Linked DNA regions of Rattus norvegicus: region 1 is linked to region 2. A link is a contact called in public Hi-C data. All regions are on one chromosome and are shown on one strand. Each heading gives the region's core, a stretch centred on a gene start, on an enhancer-like site or on the middle of the called end of the contact. The rest is flanking DNA. Distances are from core to core; before and after follow the strand shown. Region 1 holds the start of Smg5l1 (Smg5 nonsense mediated mRNA decay factor like 1). Region 2 holds the start of Eny2 (ENY2, transcription and export complex 2 subunit).

Region 1 (3,307 bases), core at 52-2,551, 320 kb after region 2:
TCCTAGGAGAGCTTTTATGATCCTACTTCAGAACATCCCTCTCACTTGTCTTCATTGTGGATTGTAGGTACTGCCTGGCACAATTCCTTCCACACAGTAGCATCAATGCATAGTCGCCAAATTAATGAATTCCACAAACCCATATAGGGCCCACTGGTACAAGATGAAAAACATATGTACAACTCGTGTTTAGCAAAATGACTCAGATAAAGCTGTCCTTGTATTTAACGATGGGGTGTGTGCCCAAGAAATCCAACATGTGTTTAGGGAAAGCTTTTTACTGCAGAAGGGCAGACACGGAGAGGCTGTGCAGTAGCCTTGCTGTCACCATAGCAACCTTACCGAGGGAAAGGCTGATGGTTTACTGTTCAGAGGCCTCTTAGCTCTGTACTTTCGGAACCCAAGCCTGCTTCTCTGCTGTTCTAAAAGTCGAGCTTTTCAAATAATCATTTTTCTATGTTGCCTTTAATCCATTCAGTGTTTCTCATGTCATTAGGGGAAATGCAACATTTGGATCATAGCATCAAAAAGACATAAGCTAATGTAGCTTAAGATATTCATCTTTTATCTGTCTGTTATTACGCAGCACTTCAATTTTATAATTAAGTACTTTTATTGTCTTGGTTTGTAATTTTGTGGCATTATTTTCTTGAAAAAAAAAGTGTTTCCTGGATTTTTAGAAAACAGAGATTGCTTTGGAAATCTTGAACCCTTAGAGATTTTAAATAATATACATGCCTAACCCTCGCAAGAAATATAAAAGATAAAGTGTTAGGGATTGGAAGAAAAGCAAAGTCTGTGTACTTAGTTCCGAAATCTAGGAATTTTTTTTTTTTTGGTGAAATTTGTCATGAAACGATCTATACTTTTTATATGCAAAGAGTGGTACATTGTCAGAGACCTTTCACATAATACAATCTGATACAAGTCCTACAAAAACATTTGTGACCTGTAAGTAACCAACTGCTGAAGTCAGATGAATGATAAAGGACAGGTTTTTATTGACAGGGAGACCCTACTTCCCCCAGACTGAAAACTTCATAGAAAAGACAATACAGATTCACTGCCAGAGAGAAGCATTTGCAGCATACAATCATAGTCCTACACATGCCCTTTCCCTCGTTTCTCACCTGTGTATGCCGTATGCCGGGGCTGTCTTGGACTCAATCAGGGCCGACAAAGCACGGGCTCCTAATCCTATCAGCTGTGCGAGCAAGCGCTGCCGTCTCTCGGTGACCCGATGTTGGGTGATCTGCACAGCAACAAGGAGCAGCTGACGTGCTTTACAACACGTCATGAAGAAAAGAAACTGCATTCTGGGGCATCCTGGGATTTTTTTTTGTGGTGGGGTGGAGACCCATATTTTTCTTACCAGGGAGAGAGCTGCCTGTTTTCCTGTAAGAGCTTGTGTGAGTGATCCACCCTCCTCTTATTGTATGTGTGTTATTGTTAAGCTATGGTTAAGGTATTTAGATGCTGTAAACTGGGATGGCTAGGATTATGCAAGATCACTTCCTGAGGAGGGGGCCCAGAGAGTACTTGGGGCAGAGGGGAGTGGGTAACCTGAGGCAGTGTGGCATGAACGTTCATTGGATTTGGAATGTGCCAATTATCTGGGTTCTGCAAATGAGTTTTCAGTTAGAGATGCTTCTGAGTGAGGGAGAGAAATTAAATGAAGTCCAGGTGAAGGGGCAGAGGTTTGGGCCTGGGGACTTTGAGGCATGAAGGATGTATTTTTCTGTTTATCTAATGGGGAATCGGATGTGAGGTAGTTTCTCATATCATGATATCGGATGTCTGTAGCCTTTTGTCCATTTGTAAGAAACTAGCCAAAACATAGAAATGGTGACTGTATTAAACAAAGTGGCAACACAGAGTGGGGCAAACAGCTGTACAGGGATTGGGAAAATGGATTAAAATGACTGAAAATTAGATGCCTGGGACGGATGAGTGGAAAACGAGCATCCAGGTGGGAGAAGGCCGAGTCTGGCCATTTCCCTAATGAACTGCCTCCGATGACTAGACAATCCGTGGGCCTCAAAGATGCACTGAAAGGGCACAGGAAGTCGTCTGTGAGGTAGGCACCGGAAGGCCTTAATCCAGATGTTGAATTCTGGGCCCAAGGGGGAAGAACCTGAGTGAAGGTATAAGAAGGGCAGTGGAGAGTCCTCTGACCCAGCAGCAAAACTTCCTAGAAAGGAGATGAGGGAAGAAGGCCCAGATACTGCTCACATCTCTCAGGTACTTCGTCTAGAAGCTCTGAGGATTGGTTTGGCACCCACTTTAGTCCAGGTTTAGAAAAGGCATTATAATATCTTTTCGGGAAGCAGGTGTATAACTAGATCTGATTTACATTAAGGGTTTGATTTCCATGATATAATTTATGTATTTGACTTTGTACTTTTCCCACCATTCACTTTCTAGTAAACACCGTTTTAAAAATAATTCTGCCTTTTTTTCCCCCCTGCCAGAAGATGGGGGGAGGAGCTGATTTTGAAATTTCTACTCAAAAGACAAGAGGGTTCTTGCAAAACAGAACGGAGCGCCCCTAGTGGCGAACTGCTATGACAGCTGTTGCAGGAGCCGGGGGCGGGGGAAGTTAGGGAGCTGTTTGCAGGCCTTGGGGGAATAAGGAAGGAGGTGGGAGCATGGAGGTGCTTTCCGGAGAGAACAGTACAAGTACACCTCTACAGAGGTAGGACTGAGGGCAATCCTGATTGCTGCTTTTATTCTCAAAACCTGCTGTGCCATTGTTATCAACCAGTTTCCTTCACTGCTGTCATCTTGTGACCTAGTGAGTAAACACACAGCTTTGCTGTGACCTATCTCCTCCCTCAGGCTACTGCAGAAAAATCAGTAAGAAAATAAACCTAAAATTTGGGAGTCTGGACTATGTTGTCTCATCTCTCCATGTGTCTTCATTAGTCACTTCTAGAAAGCCGTTTAATCAAAGAAAAATTGCCTTTGAAAGAGATAACTTTCATATTAGTTTTATAGATATTGAGATTACATCATCAACAAATTTGGCAAATGAAAGACTAAAATTGTTCATTAATTCATTGACCTAATGTCTATGATCCCCATGGTCTTTCTGTTAGCACTGTTTTTCTTTTGAATTTCACGCTTATTTATTGTACATTAGAACAGCATAAAAATGATAATAAAATTCTAAGTAACCTGTGGCATTTGAGTGCCATTATACCTAGCTGTTTTGATAACTACTAAGGACTGGAGTGCCCTTTGTTTTCCCAGGAGATTACCCACCACCTCTTGTCCTCTGATTGGGCAGTGATCTGAAATAGGGCCC
Region 2 (3,623 bases), core at 1,102-3,601:
TGCAGAAGTAGACAGCTCTAATCTTGGCTGTCAACTTCATAGGATTCCAAATCATGTAGTGGATATGCCTCTGAGAAAACCTATGAGAGACTATCTAGACCTTAATGGGGGCAGCACCATTTTATGGTGGCACTAAATAAAGAGACATCGGGATGAGAGTAAGCATTCTCACTGCCTGACTACGTGTGAGCAGGGAGGGGGTTACACAAAGGCCCAAGGAAACCTGGGAATGATACCTGTTTAGTACCTTGATTTCACATTGACACGGAGTAATTGCTAACTTCCTAGACTTTCACTGTCCCAACTTTTAGCACTCTGGATCTATACCCTCAGCTAGGGTCTGCCAACAGCAGTTCCTGACTTGATTATTTAATTTGCTTTGCCCAGTAGAACATGTGGAAATTTGTTTTAAAGCCACTGAAACAGCATGTGCACTGTGACTTGACTTCCTGCAAGCAGCCTGTGGAAGACTCAAGTCAAGATCATCTGACAAATGCTGGAGCAAGCAAAGAGCCAGCAAATGGTGTAGATGGTGGAATCAGGATGACTAGACCTGCCTCGACCGGCCCGTACCTGAGCAAAGACACATGAATAAGCAGTGAGGAAGACCTGCTGACCTGCACATTTGTGAGTACCTTCTGGTTTGGCCCATTAGGGTTTGGTCCTTTGTGTTTTATTTCCAATGACTTGGCCAACTGAACATGGCGGGGTCATTTATTGACAGAAACAAAAGCAACAAAAATGCCAAGAGGAAAAAGAAGGAAGCTCCTCTCCTGGAAGCTCCTCTCCTCTTATACCAGCCATCAGTTACCAGCCTATCCTTCACAACTCAACTCAGTCATCAACTCCTCCTGGAAGCTTTACCAGATCTCCAGACAATTTGAGAAAGCATACTCCGTTAGACCATTTACACTTGGTCATGTTCCTACCTGCCCATACTGTAATAGATGTTTATTCCTGAATGAATTATGATATGTTAGGCACTCATGATTGTGCCAATCACCTAATCATCGTGAAGAAAACACAAAACAGGCCCACAATAATTACTTCTATACTTAAGAAACAAACTTAGAAAAACAAGCATTTGTTGGGCTGCTTGGTGGTATATGCCTTTAATCCCAGCACAGAGGACATCTGTTAGTTCTGGGCCAGTCGGGACTACACAGCAAGTGCCAGGACAGTCAAGGATGCAGACTCCTTTGTATCTATAGAAAAGATACACAGATAGATACATAGGGAATGCTTAATACATTATTGACTAACACCTCTAGATCACTATTTCTCAAAGTGCAACCCATGGAAAACGTGTATCAAAATCAGAATCTACAGAGGGCTGTATTTAAAAACACGAATCTCTGGACACTTTGGTTAACAAAACTACAATTCTTAACGTTGTAAAAAGGCGAATAGCCTCTAGAAAGTTACAAATAAATAAGCAAGAGCAGTAAGCGCACTAAATCACTTTCCCTCGATAAATTGTGGCGTTGTTCTATGTATCAGGATACTTAAAACTGCTAACTGAATGTGGAAAATTTTCTCTCCAAGAAATGTTTCTGCGTCAGAAGAAAAAAAAAGGTAGTTGGGGATTTTCCAAGGAGGTGTGGCTTCTCAGCGGACACGTTTACAAAAGGTGGTTTGGGAGGGAAGGACAACCTGAACCTTCGTAGCAAGGGCCAGAGATGTATGGGCAGAAAACATCTAAGCCTGAGCTACAGATGCCTAGGCCAGTCCACAGTCCCGCTGCTAAAGCGCGGAAAGAAATGGGGGCATCCTGGGGTCCCCGCGTGGACGGCCGCTCTAGGTGCAGACCGACAGGACGTGACTGGCTAGCCGGAGTGACAGAGGGTTGCGCCAATGGCAGCCTAAACGAGAAGGAACCCGGTGCGAGAGGGTGCCGCCGATCCCACCTGCATCAAGCTCCAGCTGGTAGCAGGGCAGAGGCTCGAGCGATAGCTTGTAGCCCTCGAAGCGGGGATCCAGCAGGGGTCTTTTCACCCGCAGGGAGCAATTAGCCGCCTCCATCGCGTTGCCGGATCCAAGCAAGAGAATCAATAAAGCTCTTGTTGAAAGGTTCGCGCTTCACTCCTGGAACTGAGGCTGGGAGAGCGGCGTGGTTCCCATCCCAGAGGACTCTGCGGCGCCACATCTTTTCTGGGAAATGTAGTGTCCGTGAGAAAGCTGACTCCGTTGCATGCTGGGGAATGTAGTGTTCTGACAACCGAACACTCGCCACTTAGCAGACTCTGGACTTCCCTACCCAGAGGGCCGAGCGACCAGAAGGCGGCCCGCGCTAGTTGAATTCTCACATTATAGGCAGGGTGGCCAGATCCCGCCCCGGAAATGCGTGGTCTAGCTTTCTGTGTGCTTAGGTGCCCGAGCTACTGAGGGTCTAAGTCCGGGCAGCTGAAGAGTGTGGTAGGTAACGGTCGTCAGCGCAAGGGTCATTTCGTCGCTGGGAAGGGACGGCCCTCGCCCGCGGTGATGGTGGTGAGCTATGCCCGTGGTCCTCAGGGCCGGGACCCGGGCCCAGCCCAGGCTCCTTTCGATGTGCTGTCTTTCGTTAGCTTCCCCGACCCGCGCTCGCGGGCCTGTAGGGCTCTCCGACAGGGCGTGCTGCTGGAGTTGGCCTGGAGCCAGTCTTCGCTTTGTTTTCTGGCTCCTCCCCTCCCGCCTCTCCAGCTGTCTCCGGCGTGTTTCATTTTCCCAAAGAATGTCAGAACTGGGAGGGATTCCCTAGCGCCCTTGTTTTACCAGTGAGAAAACTGAGGCCTTTAGGAATTAAGTGACTTGCCCAAGGTCACTACCCGTGGTTTTAGGGGCCAAGACGAGACGAAGTTTTGCTGTTCTTGGTATGGTACGGTCTAAACTTTTGCAGTTATTTTCAAAATGTTAAGCCCCAACTACAGAAGTAAAGCGTTGCCTAGTTATTAACCCTCCGTTCACCCGCCTCTTGGCGTAGTTCAACTCTGAAAATTCTTTATAGTCTGAGTTTTCATACAGACAAGACGGGAAATTACAAAAGTACTCAAGTTAGTGACATTAAGTAGGAAAACATTAACTTTAACCTGATTGTATCTTAAACTTTTAAGTGGCAAAAATGCTCTCATAAGTTAGCCTTGCTTTTTCCCTGCCTACACTGATTTTGGCATTGGTTGGCCGTTTTTATTTAAAATGGAGAATTTCTCAAAGACTAATTTGAAATTCGTGGTAGGGTAGCAGTTGTAATTCCCCATAAATTGTAATTGATGAGTAAATCACATTATCTTATTTCACTTTTCGTAATGCTGTCTTTTATTAGTGTGTATACTATATATGGCTCTCCCAAAATTTGAATGAGTTAGGGTGCAGAAATGAACAGTAGTCAGTTATTAATGTACAGTTAAATAAGATGGGACTCCTAGTGTCCAAGTACCTGACTTCACATTCTGTCTCTGTGCCTCAGTGTTCTCATCTGTAAAATGGAATTGTGTCATTAGAGCAAGTTTGGGGGGTTAAATTTGCTCAGTTTTAGGTACATAAGTTCTTAATGGTATTATGATAGTGTTATTCCCTTAAAAAAAAAAACAGTAAAGAGCTTATGAGGGATGGGAATTGGGAATCAGGAAATAATACTAAGAATAACA

Evidence for each region. Hi-C and Micro-C count contacts between places; a contact is called where the count stands out from the background.
Region 1: a contact with region 2 is called in a Hi-C map of liver, with 2.5 times the contacts expected there. The contact joins the promoter of Smg5l1 here to the promoter of Eny2 in region 2. A contact is called at or near these places in 4 of 12 Hi-C or Micro-C datasets (the A7r5 cell line, the Rat2 cell line, Schwann cells and 1 more).

What each region holds. Positions count from the first base shown.
Region 1 is chr7:77,800,920-77,804,226 of GRCr8, forward strand. It overlaps Smg5l1 (Smg5 nonsense mediated mRNA decay factor like 1), which reads left to right and starts at 1,302. Exons shown (of 4, transcript NM_001346303.1): 1 at 1,302-1,409. It also overlaps a transcript of Sybu not described here.
Region 2 is chr7:77,478,488-77,482,110 of GRCr8, forward strand. It overlaps Eny2 (ENY2, transcription and export complex 2 subunit), which reads left to right and starts at 2,352. Exons shown (of 5, transcript NM_001130580.1): 1 at 2,352-2,487. The coding sequence starts at 2,482. Nudcd1 (NudC domain containing 1) reads right to left here and starts at 2,088. Exons shown (of 10, transcript NM_001130561.2): 1 at 1,908-2,088. The coding sequence starts at 2,022.